Linked DNA regions of Sus scrofa: region 2 is linked to region 1. Evidence: chromatin contacts called from public HiChIP or PLAC-seq data. All regions are on one chromosome and are shown on one strand. Each heading gives the region's core, a stretch centred on a gene start, on an enhancer-like site or on the middle of the called end of the contact. The rest is flanking DNA. Distances are from core to core; before and after follow the strand shown.

Region 1 (5,450 bases), core at 1,794-4,293:
AGCAGATACGGTTCCAATTAGACTCCTAGCCTGGGAACCTCCATATGCTGCTAGTGTGGCCCTAAAAAGGACCAAAAAATAAATAGATAAATAAATAAATAAATAAATATAAAATCCAGTAATATTTCATACAAAAAAATCATACTTGTTGATCTTGATCTGTTAACAGTTTATGAACCCATTAGTTTTTCCTTTAGGATTCTTTAATTTCTTACCTAGTTCAGTGGTATGATCTGAAAGTTATCAGAAACTTATCCTTTTTATGAATCCTCTTGAGCTGAAGACCTGATTACAGTGCAACTGTCAAAGAAATTTAGTTATTTTTGTGACATATAATATTAGAATAATAACTAGAATTATGACTGATAACATTATGTCAGGACACATTCAAGTTTTAGAAATTTCATATAATTTCCAGAACATTGGTATGAATGACATTTACCCGTACAAGATAAACTAAGAAGTTTTACCACCACTCATTTGACAATGCTCCCCATGTAATTTAATGTACCAAAAACACCAATTTTTATTATGCAGTGGCTAATGACTTAATCCTTGTAGAATTGGATGGTAGGCAAAAGTCTTTGTGGTGCACACATATACTTTCTGAAATCTATTCTCAGAGATAACCATTTGTAAACTTTAAGGCACTGTGATTAAGAAACAAATGCAAATACCAAGCAAACTTGTTTTATTTGATGCTTTGTGAACACATTTGTTTTAATTGAAATTTGGTCAGTTTTCTGGTCATGAGAATATACTATTGGTATTCAACTACCAGAATTTTTTCATATGGTAGTAAACATAAAACATTAATTTCTTTGTACACTATGCCTAAATGCAGTAATCTCAGTGTTGAAGAGAGGTGCATTTTCATCTGAGGTCTTTGGAACCCTAGGAGTATTCTTTTTTTTTTTTTTTAATTGGATATAGCAAGAAAGATGTATTAAGGCATCCAAAGTGGATGGGCTGAGCTCAAGATGGCACCAGCAGGAAGTCTTCTGATAATAATGTAAAACACAAGTGTAAAGATAGAATAAGGACCAATACAAGTAGGGATGACTTTTCTCTCAGGGCAAGATCCTCCATTGTTTTGTTTAACATGTGAAAGCTACAATGGCAGGAATGACCACGGTGTGCTCCTTAGACCTCCATTCTCACAGCACATGTTGAACTTTTGCTGAACTCTCTAAAACTGCAGATTATTTGTTGATTTGCCAAAAGGAAAAAACAATGCTGAGGGGAGTTCCTATGTGGCTCAGTGGTTAATGAATCTGACTAGGAACCATGAGGTTGTGAGTTGGATCCCTGGCCTTGCTCAGTGGGGGTTGAGGATCTGGTGTTGCCGTGAGCTGTGGTGTAGGTTGCAGATGCAGCTCAGATCCTGCGTTGCTGTGGCTCTGGTGTATGCCAACAGCTACAGTTCTGATTAGACTCCGCCTGGGCACCTCCATATGCTGCAGAAGCTGCACTAGAAATGGCAAAAAGACAAAAAAAACAAACAAACAAAAAAAAAACAATGCTGAGAAGTGGACTCATTCTGGACCAAGGAAAGCATAGCTTCTCTAGTAATGGATGAGATGTGCTCAATAACCCAAATGTAGGTGTAGAACAAACACACTCCCCAATCCAAATTCTTGGTAAACAACTTGTTGATGCCTGCATGAACTTCCTTTTTCACAATAAAATCCCTACACATTTTCTTCCAGTGGGTCACTATTCTGAGTTCCTCTGGAATCTGTGATCCCTTGGTTACAATAAACTGACCCCAAAAAAGCTGACTTTTAACATCTTGTGCTTCTCACATTTAACATTTTTTGTTGTTGGAGATGTGGGATCTGAAGCCATCTTCTGCTCACTTTCCAAGCTGCCAAGGTATCTCTGTGAGCATCTTTTGCTCTCGCCTCCCTAGCAGCCCCAGGTCGAGGCAGTAAGTCCTCTTGGTCCCAACCTCCCTCCTTCATTGAGATTCAGGCCTTTATTCTGGCTGTCTTTTGTTTCATTGATCACTTAAGGGCTTGCTCCCTTGTGGTGCATGCACTATAATGGGGACACGCACAGTCTAAGACTCTTATGGGGGATTCTCCCAAGTCTGGCTTTCCTGCTGGGCACGTGTACAAAAAGCATGGCGCCACCTTTGGGCTTACCTAGGTACATGCCAGTGGTATACCAGAGGTAACATAAAATTGCCCTGGACACAATGAGAAAATGTGAAATTTCAAAATTGGTGATTTTGCACACACAATTAGAAAGTGAAGGGTCTAAAACGAAGCTAATAGAGTGGGAAGACTATTTCAGTTGGTATACTGAGGCCTCCCAAAGAGCTCATGAGACTCAAGTTTCATGAGTCTAAAACTGCTTCACTTCAGGATGCTGTTTCCAAGCTTACTGCCTCAAATAAGGATCTATGCTCTCATCTCAATACTCAGGAAAAGCTCACAAGGCCTCTTCCTTCTCTTCTCCTTCAGCTCAGACCTTGCTGAGCTGCCATCTTATCCTTCTGATTCTTCCATTCCTCCTCCAAAATCTTTATCCCACCTATTATCCAGACTAAACCTTTCCTTTTGTCACTGCTTTGAACCCTGATGGCACTGGCTATCTCGTAGACTATACGCCTTGGTCGCTTACAGAACCAAGCTATAGCTAAGGAATTTCCTAAGGTCATCGAGGACCTCCTCCACTTTGCAGAGGAACTTAACCTTGTGATATAAATTTTTGACCAGGGTTCTCTCAGACTCATAATCAATTAACTACATCCTAGTTGGAAAAAGCCGAACTAGACACTGGCAAACCACTACTGCCTGGCTTCACCCTTAAGATGACATCTGTACACAATAAATCAGTCTGAGGCATGCTTCTCAGGTAACTCAACCTTCATGAAACAATTCCTCAAGCCTTTCCTCATCTCACTGACTGGAGGAAAATTCAACCTACTACACAAAGACTTGATGAAACTATTCATGATTATGACTCATGCCTACAGTGTTCCAGGAAAACTCCGGACTCCCTATTAGGGCAAACAATCTCAAATCCACTTAAATTCAGTCTTTGTTGGGGGACTGGAATGAGGAACTCAGACTGCTGATGAAATAAGCACAATAGAATTGGGAAACAATGGATACTCGGTGGATTTGGCTAATCAGCTGTCTAAAACAAACACACAGAGAAACAGAAGACCACTAAAATCATGAATTTGTAGCTGCAGCATCTGACCACTGCCACTCAGGAGCCACCTCAACAGAAAGACCAAAATTCCCACCAGGGCTCCTTCCAAGGCCAGGTCCCTGCCACTCTCTTATGCAGCCTGGCCACTGGAAGAATTGCCCAAAGTTAAAAAGAAAGCCCTATTTGCAGCTTAAAGCCCATCACTCTGACCCTTTTCATGAACTTTCTGAGAAGTTTGAGAAGCATCTCCCTTTTGTAGACCCTCATGAATAGGGATGCTCTGAGGAAAGTATTGAGGTCTTCCCAGTACTCCCACTAGCACCATTGGAAGAACTGGACCTTTTTATAGGAGCTGAGGCTATTATCACTCTTATAGACACAGAAATAAATTTGTCTGTCTTGAATGCCACCAGCCTCAAGGCCCCCTTCCTCAGTAATGGTCTAAATGGTGTGAGTTTCCAACATGGTTATGAAGATGAACAAGTCAGCCCCTTTGCCTTTTGAAATAGGTTCTTTTTGGGGAACTCATCAGTTTCTTCCTGCTCCTTCTGTCCCTTTTGGGCCAAGAGCTCCTGGAAAAAACTATAAGCTAATATTTCCTTTTCCCTAAAAGAGGAAATACAATTTCTTCACTCTTCAAAGTCTACTTCCAACCCAGTCCTAATACTGAGATTCCCCTCCTTGCTTCTGTCTTTTCAATGTCTAATCACAAGGATTTGTTAGCTTCTGTTCCTTCTACCTTATGATCTACTTCTTCAAACAACACAGAATGCATTCATTAGGTGCCATCAATTAAGATCCAGATATATCCTAATAAAATTTTGCCTCACCTCAGACAACACCCTCTTAAGACCTGAGGCCCTAGAAGGAATTCATCCCATTGTCAAGGCACACCTCCAGAAAGAGGTCACGAGCCCATGCACCAGTCCCTTTCGTACACCAATCCTTCCCTTAGGCAAGCCTCGTGGTCAAGTTTGGTATTTTGTTCAAGATCTCTAAGCTATAACAATATAGTCATACTAGGTCACCCTGTGGTCCCCAGCCTTCAGATCACCCTCAGTTTAATACCTTTGAGTACAGGCTTCTTTACAGTCACAGATATATATATATAGTGCTTTCTTCAACATTCCTGTCCATCCAGATAGTCAGTACCTGTTGATAATATACTTAGACCATTATGCCTCAGGGCTACACATAAAGCCATGCTTATTTTTCAGATATTGAGACAAAACTTGACCAATGTGAATTTTGCCCATAACTCTACTTTACTTCAGTATATTGACCTTTTTTGTTATGCTCCCCTACTGAGGACAGCCTATACTTCCTCACTCAACTAGCATGAAAAGGACATAAAGTCTCAAATGACATGCTCCAATTTGTTCCAACCCAAGAAAGATATTTGAGTCATTTGCTTACTCTTCAAGGGTAACACGGGGTCCTACATACATCCAGGGCATATGTCAATTTCCCCCTTCCTGCCACCGAGTGCCAACTGAGATGCTTTCTTGGGTTAACAGGCTATCGCAGACTTGGGTTCCTAATTTATTCTTATATGTACAACCCCCTTTTCCCTTCTAATGGACAAGAGGCCTGATTCCCTTGTTTGGAACAAGGAGGCTGAATCAGCCTTGCAAACATTAAACACTCAGTTGGTGATAGCCCTGCTTTAGGGCACCCTAATTATTCTCTTCCCTGCAATTTGTTCTTAAAGTTAGCAGAAAACACCCTTGGCTCATTCAGCCCCAGGGGGGCAAACGCAGACCTATTGGCTTTGTAGCAACACTTGAACCCTATAGATTGAGATATTCTTCCTTGCTTCCAAGCAGTAGTAGCTACCACTGCCCTTCTATAGGCTACAGAAGAGACAGTTATAGAGTCTCCTTTTCTCCCCCTCATTCTACTGAGGCACAATTGAACTCACATCACATACAACACTTATCTGCTAGCCGACTGACATCCTATGAACTGTTGCTCTCCTTTCCAAATGTCACTTTGTCTCATTGTAACTCCCTAAATCCTGCTACCCCTTTATGATCACCAACAGGTAAGTCTTCATAAAATTGTATAACCGCAACTGATCTTATGATTAGTCTGCATCTAGACTGTAAGAAAAGCCTTTAGACACCCTTGACATTCCTTGGTTTACCTACGAAATGATGTTGGACAACTGAAAGCTGGAAACACTATCATTACTCCCTTCACTGTAATAGGAACCAATGCTCTGCCTCTCAGTTTCTGTAGCCCAACAGGCTGAACTATACACTTATTGCACTTTAATTTTGGCC
Region 2 (5,450 bases), core at 1,770-4,269, 300 kb after region 1:
AACCTCACGGTGTTGCCGTGAGCTGTGGTGTAGGTCACAGACCTGGCTCGGACCCCAAGTTGCTGTGGTTGTGGTGTAGGCCAGCGGCTGCAGCTCCGTTCAACCCCTAGCCTGGGAACCTCCGTGTGTCTCCTGTTAGGCTCTAAAAAGCACACACACACACACGTACACAAAAGAGTTAATTATTGACACTCTGACACTTCATCCTAAAATACTTCAGCATGTATTTCCTAAGAACAAGACCATTCCTCCTGTGTAACCAACCATGGAATAAGAATCTCACTCAGGAAATCTAATGTTGACCCACTGCTAGTATCTAATATAGAGTCCATGTTCAAATATTCCCAGTTGTCCCAACAATATCCTTTGTAGATTTTTTTTCTTTTAATCTAGACTTCAAAAAGGAAAAAAAGGAGAAAAAAAAATCACACATTAATTATGATGTCTCATCCAGTCACTCTGAAATCCAGACCATCTCCCTTTGGAGCCAGGGCTGTTGTTTTCTTCTTCATTTTTATTTACATCAGTGGGCCTCAAAACTAAATGCAGCAATTTTTCATCTTTTTTTTTTTTTTTTTCTTTTTGGGTCCACATCTGTGGCACATGGAAGTTCCCAGGCTAGGGGTCTAATCAGAGCTGTAGCCGCCAGCCTACGCCAGAGCTACAGCAACGCCAGATCCAAGCCGTGTCTGCGACCTACACCACAGCTCACAGCCACGCCAGATCCTTAACCCACTGAGCAAGGCCAGGGATCAAACCTGCAACCTCATCGTTCCTAGTCAGATTCGTTTCCACTGCGCCGCAATGGGAACTCCTCATTTTCATTTTTGATCCACGTACTTTAAAAAAAAGGTGTCTTGGAGTTCCCATCGTGGCGCAGTGGTTAACGAATCCGACTAGGAACCATGAGGTCGCGGGTTCGGTCCCTGCCCTTGCTCAGTGGGTTAACGATCTGGCGTTGCCGTGAGCTGTGGTGTAGGTTGCAGACGCGGCTCGGATCCCGCGTTGCTGTGGCTCTGGCGTAGGCCGGTGGCTACAGCTCCGATTCAACCCCTAGCCTGGGAACCTCCATATGCCACGGAAGCGGCCCAAGAGATAGCAACAACAACAACAAAAAGACAAAAGACAAAAAAAAAAAAAAAAAAGGTGTCTTGTACTGAATATAATCCCATTATTTTTCAGTTCTTTGCTGTAACCATATTTCAATAGAATAATGAATGTTAACAGCAGCCACACAGTGACAAGTCTGGGAAGGGAAAGAATGGGGGGGAATTCAGCCTGGAGCATGTTCAAGTCAAAGTAATGACAGAACATCCAGGTGACAACAGGCTGTAGTTGAAGACGGGAACCTCAATCTCTCCCTAGGTGAGGTGAAGAAAGTCACTACAGAGGAGTGAGAGGGGAAGACACAGCGTTGGTAACTTGCTCAGGGGAGACACTGTTCTCTGAGGAGGGCCAGTCTGAACCCTAGAAGACTTCCAGGCCAGAGGAGAAGCAGGAGGGCAGGCTGGAGACCTAGAGCAAGCAGCGGAGGGAGTACCCAAGTGATGAGGAAGAAGCAGCGAATCCCACCTGAGCTGTGTATAGTTTTTAGTTCTAGGTACAAATTAATTCTCAAGACCAGGCCAGGAGAGGGGTCCTGGGACCCAGAGCTATGCCGGCTGGAGTCAGATCAGTTAGCCTTCTGGAGGGGAGGGGTAGAGGGCAGGCTAGAGGTGCAGAACCCCAGACCTCAGGTCTCCTGAGGCAAGACTCTTTAGGAAAGGAAACTGGAGAAAGGATCCCAAATAATCATCAGGAAGAGAAGTTGCTGAGGTGACCGTGAAGGGACAAGCAGGAGGACAAAAGCCAATTCAGCGGAGATGGCCAGGGAACAAGTGGAAAGAATCTGTGTCCTTGACAACATTGAGCCACTGAATTAACCAACTCCAAAACCGCCCCACCTCTGGACTTCTTGTTACATAAAATAATAAATTCTCATACTATTAAAAATAAGAGGCCATCCTTCTGAAACGAATCTGACTAGTATCCATGAGGACGTAGGTTCAATCCCCAACCTTTCTCAGTGGGTTAAGGATCCGGAGTTGCCGTGAACTGTGGTGTAGGTTGTAGACGCAGCTTGGATCTGGTAAGACTGTGCCTGTGGCCAGTGGCTATAGCTCCGATTCAACCTGTAGCCTGGGAGCTTCCATAAGCCTCAGGTGAAGCCCTAAGAAGACCAAAAAAAAAAATGCCCACCTAACTTGATGAATTAAACTCTGTGAAAAGCATATTTGCCATGAAGGAGTTCCCATTGTGGCTCAGCGGTAATGAACCCGACTAGTAATGAGCCTGACTCAGGTTTGATCCCTGGCCTTGCTCAGTGGGTTAAGGATCTGGCATTGCCATGAGCTGTGATGTAGGTTACAGGTGTGGCTCAGATCTGGCGTTGCTGTGGCGTAGGCTGGCAGCTACGGCACGGATTCAACCTCTAGCCTGGAAACCTCCATATGCCACAAGTACAGCCCTAAAAAAAGACAAAAAAAAAAAAAAAGAAAATGAAGTTAAAATATCAAATAGGTAAACATAGTCACAATGACTGCAGCAAATCCACTCAGCTTATTAACGTATGATTACCTTGAAAAATTTGCAAAAAACAAGCCTATAAGTCAGTAGCTCAATGACTTTAAAGAATTACTAAGACAGAAAACCAGAAAGGCAGGGAGAAGGCAAATCTGCTTTCTTAAGAGAAAACATACGAACACACATGTATGTACACACGTCCACAATCCGCATATAACACAATATATATGTATATATGTACAAAGCTTGCCCCACACAGGAGACACTGCTGAGTACATCACCCCAGGTGGTGAGAGAAGGGAAAATAGGATAATGACTGCTGAAGGTGAAAAGAGGTTTGAGGTGCTCTTGCTACCTAACAAGGGAATTTTTGCCAGAATACCTAGAATAAATAGAGCTTTCACAATGCACCAGTTCTAATGAGGTTTCAAAGCTGTATGAGTAATAGGGAAGGGGGAAGTGTCGTGACACTGTTCCTATTGTGAGTTTCTCTGCTGCAAACTCTTCTCAGCAGATACTGAATCATCAGGGAGATTATTAAACCCTTTTGGTGTCTAAAATTTACCTACATAGTACTTCAGTTTCCTGGTACAAACCTTACTTTAAAATGGTTTACAGGACCGTAAATGAATTTAACGGGCTGTAGTTTGTAAATTTAACCCTAAAAATTTTAAGCTTATTTCCCTCAATTTATTATGAAGATAATTCTGTGCCAGAAGTAAGGAGAGGATAGGGAGAAACATGTTTTCACCCTTTTCACCTTCAGATTAGCGGCATAACCGTTTGAATGAAACCTCCACAGTTCATTTAGAAACTGTAGTATTGACCACTTCTTTCCTGTTCCTCAGATCCTCTCGTCTGAAGGGGTGGTGCTGGTGGGGATTCGAACAGCTGCACATTTCCAACATAGTATTCCCTAAATGGTGTCAAATGACTGGGAATGAAGTTTTGGTGACTGGATGATTTATTCACTTAGTCATCGTTGTTCCGTCAGGGGAAACAATAAGAGGCTTTTGTTTGTGTTTCTGTGTGTGGGGTGTGAGGGATGAAGAGAGGAGAATAGCCATATAATGAAACTTTGGTCCTCTTTTTCCCTCTCTCAAAAGAGGTCTTTATCTTCAAGTTACTATAAATATAATCATGAAAATAGAATATATACTTCATGGTGGCCCTTTCTACATTGTTTTTTCATATTTTCCTGGAAAGTTTCTTTTTTTTTTTCTAAAGTACTGCGTGAAAATGTTCAAATCATAAAATATTCAAACATTGCAGAAATGACTGTAAAAAACAAGAGTCTCCCTTCACTGCCCTTGCCCAGCCCCCCCCCCCCCCATTATTTAGTTCCAGCAAAAAGCTTGCTCGCTCTCTCGCTTGATCGCTTTCTTAATTACCCTGGTTTGGGGCAGTTTCATAACAACAGATGGTATATTCAATCAACAGGCAAATTCCAAAGTGTAGACAACGAGGAATCACGGAAACCAAACCTCACTGTGAAGTACAGTCCCAGAAAGTGCCAGGGGAAAAGGTGGCAGAGTGACTGAACACAGACCAGGGCAGCTCCTCTGTGTACAGGGCGCATGGGGCCAGAAACATCTGGGTTTGCTTCTCCCCTGGCCACTAGCTTGCTGGATGTCCTTGAGCAATTTTGTTTCCCAGCAGTAAAGTAGACATGACAGTAGGAGCCTGAAATGGGATCATGAGAGGGAAACATCTAGCAAGCGCCTGATATACACTAGGTCTTTGGCAAACACTGGTTTTCCTCCCACTTGCAGAGGAACTTTGATGCATCTAAAGCACGCACTGGTTTATTTCTGATGAGGTTCTGGGCATGTTCATGGGGAAATTATAATCCTATTTTGTACACTGTTTATAAAAGGTGAAAAAAGGGCGTGCTTTGCTCTCCTGCCAAACTGCCAAACTGCTCAGAGCAATGTTAGTGCTTTATAGGTTATAGGTTAATTAGCCTTTAATTAAAGGCTAGTGTAGAAAAGATCTGCATCATATTTAAGTTCAGGCAATGTGTGTGGATTCAGGCAAGAGTGTTCAGAGTTATGAAATCCTGACAATCATTATCTCCCAGAACCCTGTGTCATTAAGTGACAGAGTCAAAGATCACTTTGAATAACTGGGGAACACTGATGTAAGAACGTTGGATTTAAAAAAATATATATATTTGTATAATATTAACATGGCTATTTGGGAATTCATAATTTTTTATTTTCATCACTAAAAAACCAATCAGCAACAACAACAAACTACTCTGCAGTCATCCAGTAGGCAAGCAATAAGATGAAAGCATCTTTCAGAAGATAAAGATTAAGGCTTCTGGAGGGATCCTGGAGCATTTTCTGCAGTCTTTGAAGCCTAGAGTGCCCTCTACTGGTTGCTTTCCAGAAAACCAGGCAGCTAATAGTTTCACAGAGGACTCCGATTTTTTGAGACACTGTAAATACAATCCCTTAGACCTGTAACTTTCCTATTGAGTGGCCTCTTTCTGAAAGCTTATCGTCTGGAAGAGAGAGAGCAATGCCTTTTCTTGATGCCAACTTGATTCTTTAATTAGAAGTGTGTCTGAGATGCCATTTTGATTATGATCAGTTATGTCTGTTGGATCCTAAGTTTTAAAGTAATCAGCATTTCAGAAAAACAATTAAATGGAATAAAGTGGCCCCCAAATATTTAACTTTATTTTACATTTAAAAAATTTTTGTTGTATGCTAGAGAGTTTCTAGAGTACAGTAGTCTCTCTGTACTAGTTTTTCAATTTCCTGTGAACCTATAATTATTTCAAAATGAAAAGTTAGGAAACAAATGCAGTGACTCTACTTTGCAGCTTTAAATAATCAAAATTTTTCTTTGACCTTGTGGAACCGTAATAGAAAGAAAAC

The links. HiChIP or PLAC-seq counts read pairs in DNA pulled down with a chosen protein or histone mark.
Region 2: a contact with region 1 is called in an H3K27ac HiChIP or PLAC-seq map of alveolar macrophages. The contact joins two enhancer-like sites. A contact is called at or near these places in 1 of 5 promoter capture datasets (fetal liver) and 1 of 2 datasets of contacts at active chromatin or transcription factors (alveolar macrophages).

Annotation. Positions count from the first base shown.
Region 1 is chr7:64,813,153-64,818,602 of Sscrofa11.1, forward strand. No RefSeq gene overlaps it. Among named protein-coding and RNA genes, the nearest start is that of FAM177A1, 7.4 kb to the left of the region's middle. Within about 2 kb of position 3,044, at least 8 of the 83 cell types and tissues checked have an H3K27ac peak or open chromatin away from gene starts, as enhancers often do. A contact at or near this core is called in alveolar macrophages, where this site is marked.
Region 2 is chr7:65,114,767-65,120,216 of Sscrofa11.1, forward strand. The region is part of intron 2 of LOC110261575 (a long non-coding RNA gene); the gene reads left to right. Among named protein-coding and RNA genes, the nearest start is that of CFL2, 26 kb to the left of the region's middle. Within about 2 kb of position 3,020, at least 12 of the 83 cell types and tissues checked have an H3K27ac peak or open chromatin away from gene starts, as enhancers often do. A contact at or near this core is called in alveolar macrophages, where this site is marked.